Linked DNA regions of Sus scrofa: region 2 is linked to region 1. Evidence: chromatin contacts called from public HiChIP or PLAC-seq data. All regions are on one chromosome and are shown on one strand. The core of a region is the stretch at or near the end of the contact, and the rest is flanking DNA. Distances in the headings are between cores, read along the strand shown.

Region 1 (4,217 bases), core at 954-3,453:
ATTAGACTCATTATTTCCCATTTACAGTTGTTCAAAAGTTATTTTTGTACTTAAGAATGCGGAATAATTTGCTTTTCTCTTAGTTACAGTTATCCCCTCCTTTGCCATGAAATTCATGAAAAATGAAATACGATTGCAGTCAGGCGTCTTAGGTTAGAGACTAAGTGCAAACTTTCGTGCAGGATCAAAACTGAGGGCATCAGCTTATCGAAGTCCTGAGGGCCCCAACATCTTCGCTTGCTAGTACTTTCACGCTGAGGTAACTCTTATCATCAGCGGACAGCATCTCGTCTCCAGGTGTTACCTGGTGTCGGGTTCTAAAGGGGAACCGGACACCAGGGCGGGCCCAGAGCCTGGCGGAGGGACGCGCTGGCTAGGGGGACCCCCCAGTGCCAGGCGCCCTGCTCCGAGGCAGGGCGGCCACGCGACAGCGCTCGTGGACCGTTTGGGGCTCTGGGCTGCCCCCTCCCTTTTCTTCTGGGCCCGCGCCACGCTTTGTTTTCTTTGAGGCTCGCGGGAGGGAGGAGGAGCCCGGCGGGGAAGGCTGCTGGAGCCCGCCGTGTCCCGGCGCCGATGCGCGCCGTGACACCCAAGCCCGCAGCCCCGGGGATCTGGGCCGCGCACGCGCGCACATACACACACACACACGCGCGCACACGAGCGCACCCGGGCACGCTGCCCAGCCCTCCCCCTGGGCGGGGACCCGCTCGCCGTCAGCCTAGGTTGAGGCACCCTGCGTGTGTCTATAACTTTGTGCTGCTGCCGCGGCCGCCCTGCTCGTGGAAGGGAGGAGGAGGAATGTGGAAGGCGGCGGCGCGCTGGCTGACAGGCGGTTCCTCAGGCGGGCTGCAGCAGCGGCGGCCGGAGCGCCTCTCCTTGGCTGAGGTTGTGCGCCCCCTCCTCGCCGCGCCCCGGGCCCGCGCGGGATTGTGCGTCCTCCCCCCTCGTCACTGAAGGGAAGGAACCGAGGTAGGCGCCGGAGCTGTGCAGCGGGGCGGCCGCCTTCCCGGTGACTCCGGATCTGCTTCCGAGCTGGGCCAGGCGCTTCCCTTTTCCCTCCCCGTGACTCGGTGTGCGCGCCCTTCTTCTCTCCCGCTAGTGTTTTTAAAGGACTTGAGTGAAGGGGGGAAACTGTCAAGATGGCAGCAGTGGGAGCAAGGAGGTGATGAACGTGCTGGTCCGGGTTTTCTGTTGGCCTGGGAGACTTGTGCTTCCTGACCTGTTGGAAGATTTACGTTTCGACTACTCCCCTCCCCCCCGTTCTTATAGGGAAAGGGGTGGAGGGCACAACGCCCGCGAGAAAATAAACCACACCACCCCCAAAGTGGCCGTTGCTGCTCAGCTCGACCCTTGGCAAACACCCGCTGAGCTGCTTGTCTCCCTTCTTCCCGTCTTTCCCTGTTCCTGGAAGTGACAAGGGCCCGTTTGCGCTCGGACCCACATTCGCCCTCTCGGCCCGCGGGCGAAGAGAGGAGAAGGGGACTGCCCGCGCAGTCCTCGGGCTCGGGTCCTCCGCTGGGAGGGGATGGCAGGAGAGCGCGGAGGCGGCGGGGCCGGGACCAGGCCGGGGAGAAGAGCCGAAGACGCCACAGACTTTGGCGGCGGTGGCGCCGCGGGAAGCACTTGTGCGGGCCGGAGCGAAACATAAACAAACGCACGCACACCCGGGCTCAGGCTCCGACCGCGTCTGGGCTGCGCCAGCTCGGGCTGCTGCCCGCTTTAAAGGCGCGGCTCGCGCCCCTCCCCCGCCCCGCCCCTCCCCCTTCTTCCCCGCCCCGCCACCTAGCCCAGTGGAGACCTGCAGCTCCGCTGGCGGTGGCGGCGGGGGGAGGGGGTTGCCCCGTGCGAGCCTGTCGATTCGCTCCTGTCTCCCCCGCGGCCTGACCAGGGGGTGGCGTCTGCAGCGCCAGGTTCGCGGGACGCACGTCTCCAGGTCTGCCTGCTCCTGGGAGGCGGGCGCGGTGTGGTCGGGAAACGGCGGCGGCGGCGGCGGGCGAGGACTCGCCGGGGACTGAGCTCCAGCCCGGGATAATCAACTCTCCTTCTCTCTCCTCTCGTGCTTTCCCAGGCGGCGGCAGTAGCAGCGGCGGCGGCGCCCGGGAGCCCGAGCCTTCGCGGCGCCCCCGTCCCTCCCCCGCCGCACCCCGCCCCGGCGCAAGAGGAGAGTGTGAGAGCCGGAGCCGCGGGCGGGCAGGCGGCGAAGATGGCAGAGGCGCCGGCCTCCCCGGTCCCGCTCTCTCCGCTCGAAGTGGAGCTGGACCCGGAGTTCGAGCCCCAGAGCCGTCCGCGCTCCTGTACGTGGCCCCTGCAGAGGCCGGAGCTCCAGGGGAGCCCGGCCAAGCCCTCGGGGGAGGCGGCCGCTGACTCCATGATCCCCGAGGAGGAGGACGATGAAGACGACGAGGACGGCGGCGGTAGGGCCGGCTCGGCCATGGCGATCGGCGGCGGCGGGGGCGGCCCGCTGGGCTCTGGGCTGCTCCTGGAGGACTCGGCCAGGCTGCTGGCTCCCGGAGGGCAGGAACCCGGGTCCGGCCCAGCCTCCGCGGCGGGCGCGCTGAGCGGAGGGACGCAGACGCCGCTGCAGCCTCAGCAGCCACTGCCACCGCCGCAGCCGGGGGCGGCTGGGGGCTCCGGGCAGCCGAGGAAATGCTCCTCCCGGCGGAACGCCTGGGGGAACCTGTCCTACGCCGATCTGATCACTCGCGCCATCGAGAGTTCCCCGGACAAACGGCTCACTCTGTCCCAGATCTATGAGTGGATGGTGCGCTGCGTGCCCTACTTCAAGGATAAGGGCGACAGCAACAGTTCTGCCGGCTGGAAGGTGCGTACCCACCTCGGACGGGCGGACAGACCCGCCCGGTCTCCTGCGCAGTGCGAGACGCGCCTTCGATTCGTCCGAGCGCGCCTGCGGGCGCCCGGGAGAGGGGTTGGCAGGGAGAGCCTCAGCTGTAAGGCTTTGGGGGTTCTGTGTGACCTCCGGAGGAGGGGAGCCCGGGGACCGCTGCGGACGCGGCGGGAGCGGGAGAGGAGGCTCCTGGGGAAGCCTCAGGCTTGGCCAGATGGGCAGGAGTGCATTTGCCCGATTCCTGGGTTGTAGCGGAGGAGGTACGTCCGCGGCCAGCTTTGGAGCAGGTTTCCCCGTAGTGGGGGTGCGGCGAGGCCGCTGCGGGTGGAGTGAGGGGACTTGTTTGGGAATCAGTGCCCAGAGGAGGGGTTGGATTTGTGGTTTCCAGTCGGTCGCCTAAGCGTGGTGTGTTGAGACTAGCCAGATGAGAACCCCTGTGTCCAAGTTTCAGGCTTGTAGGTGTTAACTCCCACAGGCACATCGATCCCATTACAAAAAGCAGTGGTTGTAAACCTTTTCCTGGCCGGCTCTCTTTCCTTGCGTGTGTTAACACCTTTATTCCTAAGAGGTGTCTCAACCTTAAACCTTCCTCTGAGTAGCCTCTGAGATGATCTGGGCCCCGACCCGGCCAGCCCTTCCACCTCAGCGGGAACTGTCCTGCACCTGCTGCTTCCCCGCTGAGGCCTGGCCTCTGGAGCTGTTTCAAGCAGCGGGTCCAGGAGTAGAGAACCGGGGCCTGTCGCTTCACGTAAGCCTTTGGGAGGCAGGTTTGCTGGCAGAGCTGAGCCATAATGGCTTCTACCTGTAAGTGAACCTGAAGAGAGGCTCTCCACTGTTCCTTTTCAGCCTCTTGGGGCACTGGACACGTGGTAGGGAGAGAGGTGTGGAAAGGCCTATGATGTAATGACTTCCTGCAGTTGGGCATCCAAAGAGATTAACTCCTGTGCCCCTGCTGGGCTGCAGATACCCAGCGGCTTTGTTTTTGCCAGGCCCCCATCTCTGTGATATGAGTTAGTCGGTACCAGGCAAAAGAGAGCCCTGTGCAACTGGAGGGAGATACATATCACTTCATATTATTTCTCAGTTGCTTCTATTAACAAGTTAGCTTTTTTTTTTTTTTTTTTTTTTTTTTTTTTAATTAAAGAGGTAGTTGCTTCCTCCTTCTGTCCCTTCTTTCATTGTCTTTGGGGAGTCCTGTACTTCCTGGGTTCCAGTGGGTGTATAAAGAACAGTTTGACCTTAGTGGAGAACTGAAGCACTGGAGAGGAGTTAGTATATAAAGCTAAAGGATTCAATGTATTGACTTATAATTGTTTAAAAAAAACTTACAAAGTGCCATACGATTTTTTTTTTTTAGTGGTTAGTGTTGGGA
Region 2 (4,912 bases), core at 1,716-4,215, 530 kb after region 1:
CAGGGAAGAACAACAGAGCATTAGTTACAGCCAGTCATAAGAGGTTTGGTTTGGGCATGCTGAGGATAGAAGCAGTGTGTACTTGTGTAAACAGATAAGCTGAGAAGAAAAGTTAATTATTACATTAAAATTTATTTGCTCCACTAAGCTGTCTTTATTATCCCAACCCACTCAGATCTTTCCTTGCTCTGAATTACTGTAACACTGTGAATGTTATATAATTTTCCCACATTGATTTTAAGTCATATTCCAATATAAAAGTAACATGTGCTCACGAATAAAAACACAAAGACTATAGGAAAACAGATTAGTGGTTAAGAACATGGAGTCAGACATGCCTCCTGACTCTCCATATTCAGTACTTGAATTAAGTTACCTAATAGTTCTGTTTCTTCATCTATAAAAAGTAAAATTCAAGTCACAGAACTGTTGTATGTGTAAAACTAGACATTGCAGGGAAATGGGCCTTCAAAGGAAGTACAGAGAAAGTTTGTATACATTATTTCAGAATGTGAATGTAAACCTTAAGTGGAAAAACACAAGAGAATAACAGGAATTGAGTCTTGCAGATATGGTGTGACCCTGGGAGTGTCAGTAGCAATTGCACCACCTTTAGGAGCACTGGGGGCCAGGGAAAGCAGCACCCAAGCAGGCTGCAAGTGCTTCTTCTCAAAGAAAGAGCCCAGATTTGGAGAAGGTCCTGTTTCCTTAGCTAAAAAAATCAAGAAACTTAATCCAGTCTCAAAGTGAGGGGGTGCATTCATATTTGTGTATTTGTTTTGGGAAGATATCTTCCTCAAAACCTGTAACCCACCTGAAATCTGACAAATGTTATATGTAAGATGCTTATAACTAAGCATAGCATACAGTAAACACTCAATAAAATTATGTTTGTTAATAATTATTATTATAAAAAGAAATATAAAATCTCTAATAATCTAATCTAACTCTTCTGGTACATGCAGATTTCCTGACATTTCCCTCTCTCTATAAAAATATATATATTTGGCCTACTATTTTAAAAGTTGCTTTTCCACTTAAATATATAATTTCTTCTTTTATGTATTTTAAAATAATTTTCAATAACTGTGTTATAGTCCTTTATACAGATGTACTATAATTTAACAATAATTTAATAACTGGATATTTAGATTATCAACTTATATATAAAGATATGTAAAGATAACACATTTACATCATAAATAACACTTACAGGGATTATCATCATACATCAATCTTTTTCAGATGATTTCCTGGATGTGTAATTACTATGTAGATACACTCCCACCAAGAGAGTTCCACAGCTGTCAACATACTACCATAAAATTTAACATTTTTAGTGAAAGTCTTGATTTATTCTTAATGTTTTTCTCTAGATTATTGCAAAATTCTTAATGGTAGTGGTTGTTTTCAACTTTTTATATCTCTCACAGAATTAGAATAGTATCAGGCATAAAGAAAGATTTAAAATGAATTCTTATTTTTAAAAAGTATACCCATTTCAGCCTTAGATGGAGAGGGAGATCAGCTAGAGGTGAGGTGGAGTTCAGAAAAAAAAAAAAAATAAATAACCCTGTTATTAATTATTTTAAGAAAGCAGAAAGAGCCATAATATAGTTTCATTCCAACCAATAAATGGCATTTAATATAAATTTGTAGTACTAAATGACAGAATATTTACCTCAAGGTTTTACTCTTCACATTTTACTATACAACTACTTCCAAGTTCAAATCAGGAACCAATGAAGACCAGCATAAACTGGAATTAAACACCTCTTAATCTGAACAATAACCACTAAAGATTTATTTACAATAATACAGTGCACTAAAGGGAATAAAAAATAATAAAAACAAAATCAAGAAAAAATATGCATTGCTTGGTGAAAAAGCAAAATACAAGTCTAGCTTGGAGACAGACTTTTGTTTTGAAAATTACTTTTATATGTTAAAATGAAAAAAAGCAGGAAAAGGGCTTGTCAAACACTCATACCGCAATACTCACTACAGACCCAATCATGTGAGATTTGCTTAAATCTCTAGCATCTAAGGTAGATGAACTAAATGTTTAAGGTGGCATTTAGGGAAAAAAAGTATATGTAATCATTTGTTGGTAGTTGTCACTAATTAAGGAAGTGTAACAGATTTTCCATCTTCTTTTACCAGGTTTGTTGCCATAATCAATTTTTTCTTCATGCTATACTAGATTTTTAGTGCACATGCCATAGACAATGAAACTCTGACCTAACAAATGGAATGCAAAAGTATACAAAATGGCACTACTATGAGTGTGAAAATATTTTGTGCTTAATAGTATAGTTATAATGGGATTTACAATTAGAAAACATCAGTGAAATCTAATTTTGTAACATATAAGTAACAAAATTAAGACTCTAAACAATTAAGTACACAGTTCAAATTGGGTACTTCCTTAAAATCATTTTATAACTTTAGTTCATAATTTAAAAAATCAAGATTAAAATACTCCAATTTGATCAGATAAAGTTGAATTATGGAAAGGACAAGAGAAGAGTGCCTTTTACACTATTTAAGCATAATCTTTTATGATTCTAGTGATAATTTTCCATAATAAATAAGAATCCAAAGGCTTTAAAGTGTGCACATACAAATGGCAAAATGATTTCTCTGTGCGATCAAAGTAATGATATAACCTAGGCTTGATTTCATAAGAAGACAACTGAGGCCACTTTCCTTTTTAGCTGTAAACAACTTGCTGTATGACATGTAATGCAATACCATATTTTGGGAAATTTCAAGCATTTATAATCCACGGGAAAAACACTCAACACTCCTACACTATTTTTTTTTAAGCCCACAATAGTGCAGTCTTTCAGCTACAAAGCCAGAAGCCAGTTATAAAACCAGTACTTTTCCACTAGAGTTACTTATGGGGCGGGGAAGGGGATGTTCAGCACTGCAAACGTTAGGGTCTAAAATAAGATCATTGCAAGGAGTTACTACAACACTTGCACTGCCAGCACTGTCATGGCAACAATGAACTAGCTAGGAGAATGCTCTTTTAACATTCAAAGCTAATCTTGAGTCTATTACTCATGGAAATATACCAAATTTTCTTTTAGGCAGTTCACTAAAAAAACCATTTTACTTGGTAATCTCTTAATGTAAAGATAAGCCTTTTATATACCCTATTTCCAAGATCGCAGTCTAGCACCTTCTTGCAAGAGGTGAAGTTTATAATGACAACATACTGAAAATTATGTTCTACAGTGAAACACAAAGATTCAGCAAGGTTCAAATGCAATTTCAAGATGGGTCAGGGTTTAAATAAGAATTTGATACGCAATTTAATAAGATCTAAGAATGTGGTTTCTCCCAGAAACCAAAGTTTTACATTTCATCCTGAAGGAAAAATAATTTTGGAAGAGAAAGCAATATATATTTTCACTATTAGGAGCCATATATTAAATTTTTATTCAGATAATGCAGGATAATGCTGAAAAGCATGGACTGGACTTGGAGTCCCACGGCCTGGGTTTGAAATCTGGCTCCTCCTCTCACTAAGCTGTGATACCTGGGACAAGTTATTTAACCTATCCCAGCCTTGATTTTTTTTTTTTCCTGTTGCATAAAATGGGGATAATAATACCTACTCTTTAGTGAAGACTGAATGAAAAGGGTTAAGGATATATGAAAAGGGTTAAGAACCAGGTTTTGCATATGGAATACCTATTCTTACTACACTCAAAACTATACATTCTACAAAACTAGATTAAGAGACTGCTGAAGATGACTGAACTCTGTCCAATGTGCCACAGATCATAGGAGGGGCAGCCATGGGAGCTCAGGAGGAGGGCCAGAGACACTTGCTACACCCAATGAAGTAAATTCAAGAAATCAAACATGGTACAAAATCTCTTGAAGCCCTGTTACTTCTAGGGTATTTGGGGGCAATGTAATCTTTCCTTAGTTACTTTGTTCTTAAAATCATATCAAGCTGTCTAGGCCAGGCCACTCATCTGGCAAGAGTGAAAGGACTGCTGGGGATTTTCTGCTTAATACATCAGGCTCCCATTGGGGGAAGCAGAGTAGGAACACTGACAGTGCAGCTCTAATCTCTTTAGTAGACCTTTAATGCAGACAGCCTCCGCAGCAGATAACTTGCCTGAAACATCAGACATGCAGTGACTAGGCACAGAAGATTTAGTTGCTTACTGACAGCACTGGCTTACAAGCCATCATTTTCTTTCCTCTATTTTATATCCTTGAAGATGCATTTGAAAGTCAAATGTTCCTAAGTGGAATACTAGACTAGCATGGTACTGGGGGAAGAACTGGTTCTCAGAGTGCTGAAACAATATTTATAAAACCCTTATTTTGGTTCCCAGTGGTGCTATTTCCTATAGGGTGCTATTCCCTAAGGCCAAAGTCCTGGAAAGTAGGTGAAAACTTTCCCAGTTGCCCAGATACTCAGGGTACCTTAAAGGGCATATGGTGTCAGAGGGCTCAACTTCTTATTTCCTTTCCCTCAATCTCACTGTGAGGGCACAACAAGAAATACTAACGGTTAACATTCACTTCGTGCTTAAGTGAACTGCAGTAAGTATTGCACATGTTACTTCATTTAATCCTCACAATTCTGTAAGGGAACTGAGGTTTAGGAGGTTATATAGCTTGCCCAAGGCCATAAAGTTTGGCAGAGCAGGACTTAGAACTAGGTCTGACTAACTCTAAAGCCCATGGTCTTGGCCATTCTCCTCTACTGCTGTCCCGGTATCAAAGCACAGGCCTTGGCAATGGACCTCTGTATACACACTTGACCACCTGGATGACACATGCAGCTGCCTGCCTGCAACCCCTCCCTGCTGGTGCCACGGTGACACACTAGAATGATGTTGAACTCTGAGTAACTAGATGCTACAGTTCTGCCATCACC

Evidence for each region. HiChIP or PLAC-seq counts read pairs in DNA pulled down with a chosen protein or histone mark.
Region 2: a contact with region 1 is called in an H3K27ac HiChIP or PLAC-seq map of skeletal muscle. The contact joins the enhancer-like site here to the promoter of FOXO3 in region 1. A contact is called at or near these places in 3 of 5 promoter capture datasets (fetal liver, fetal skeletal muscle and liver), 18 of 47 Hi-C or Micro-C datasets (blood, brain, embryonic fibroblasts and 8 more) and 2 of 2 datasets of contacts at active chromatin or transcription factors (alveolar macrophages and skeletal muscle).

The regions. Positions count from the first base shown.
Region 1 is chr1:74,627,492-74,631,708 of Sscrofa11.1, forward strand. FOXO3 (forkhead box O3) reads left to right here and starts at 2,204. Exons shown (of 2, transcript NM_001135959.1): 1 at 2,204-2,821. The coding sequence starts at 2,204.
Region 2 is chr1:75,154,011-75,158,922 of Sscrofa11.1, forward strand. All of the region lies in intron 1 of SESN1 (sestrin-1), which reads right to left. LOC106508918 (a long non-coding RNA gene) reads right to left here. Exons shown (of 2, transcript XR_001306055.2): 1 at 1-4,912. Among named protein-coding and RNA genes, the nearest start is that of SESN1, 14 kb to the right of the region's middle. Within about 2 kb of position 2,966, at least 14 of the 83 cell types and tissues checked have an H3K27ac peak or open chromatin away from gene starts, as enhancers often do. A contact at or near this core is called in fetal skeletal muscle, omental adipose tissue, skeletal muscle and 1 more, where this site is marked.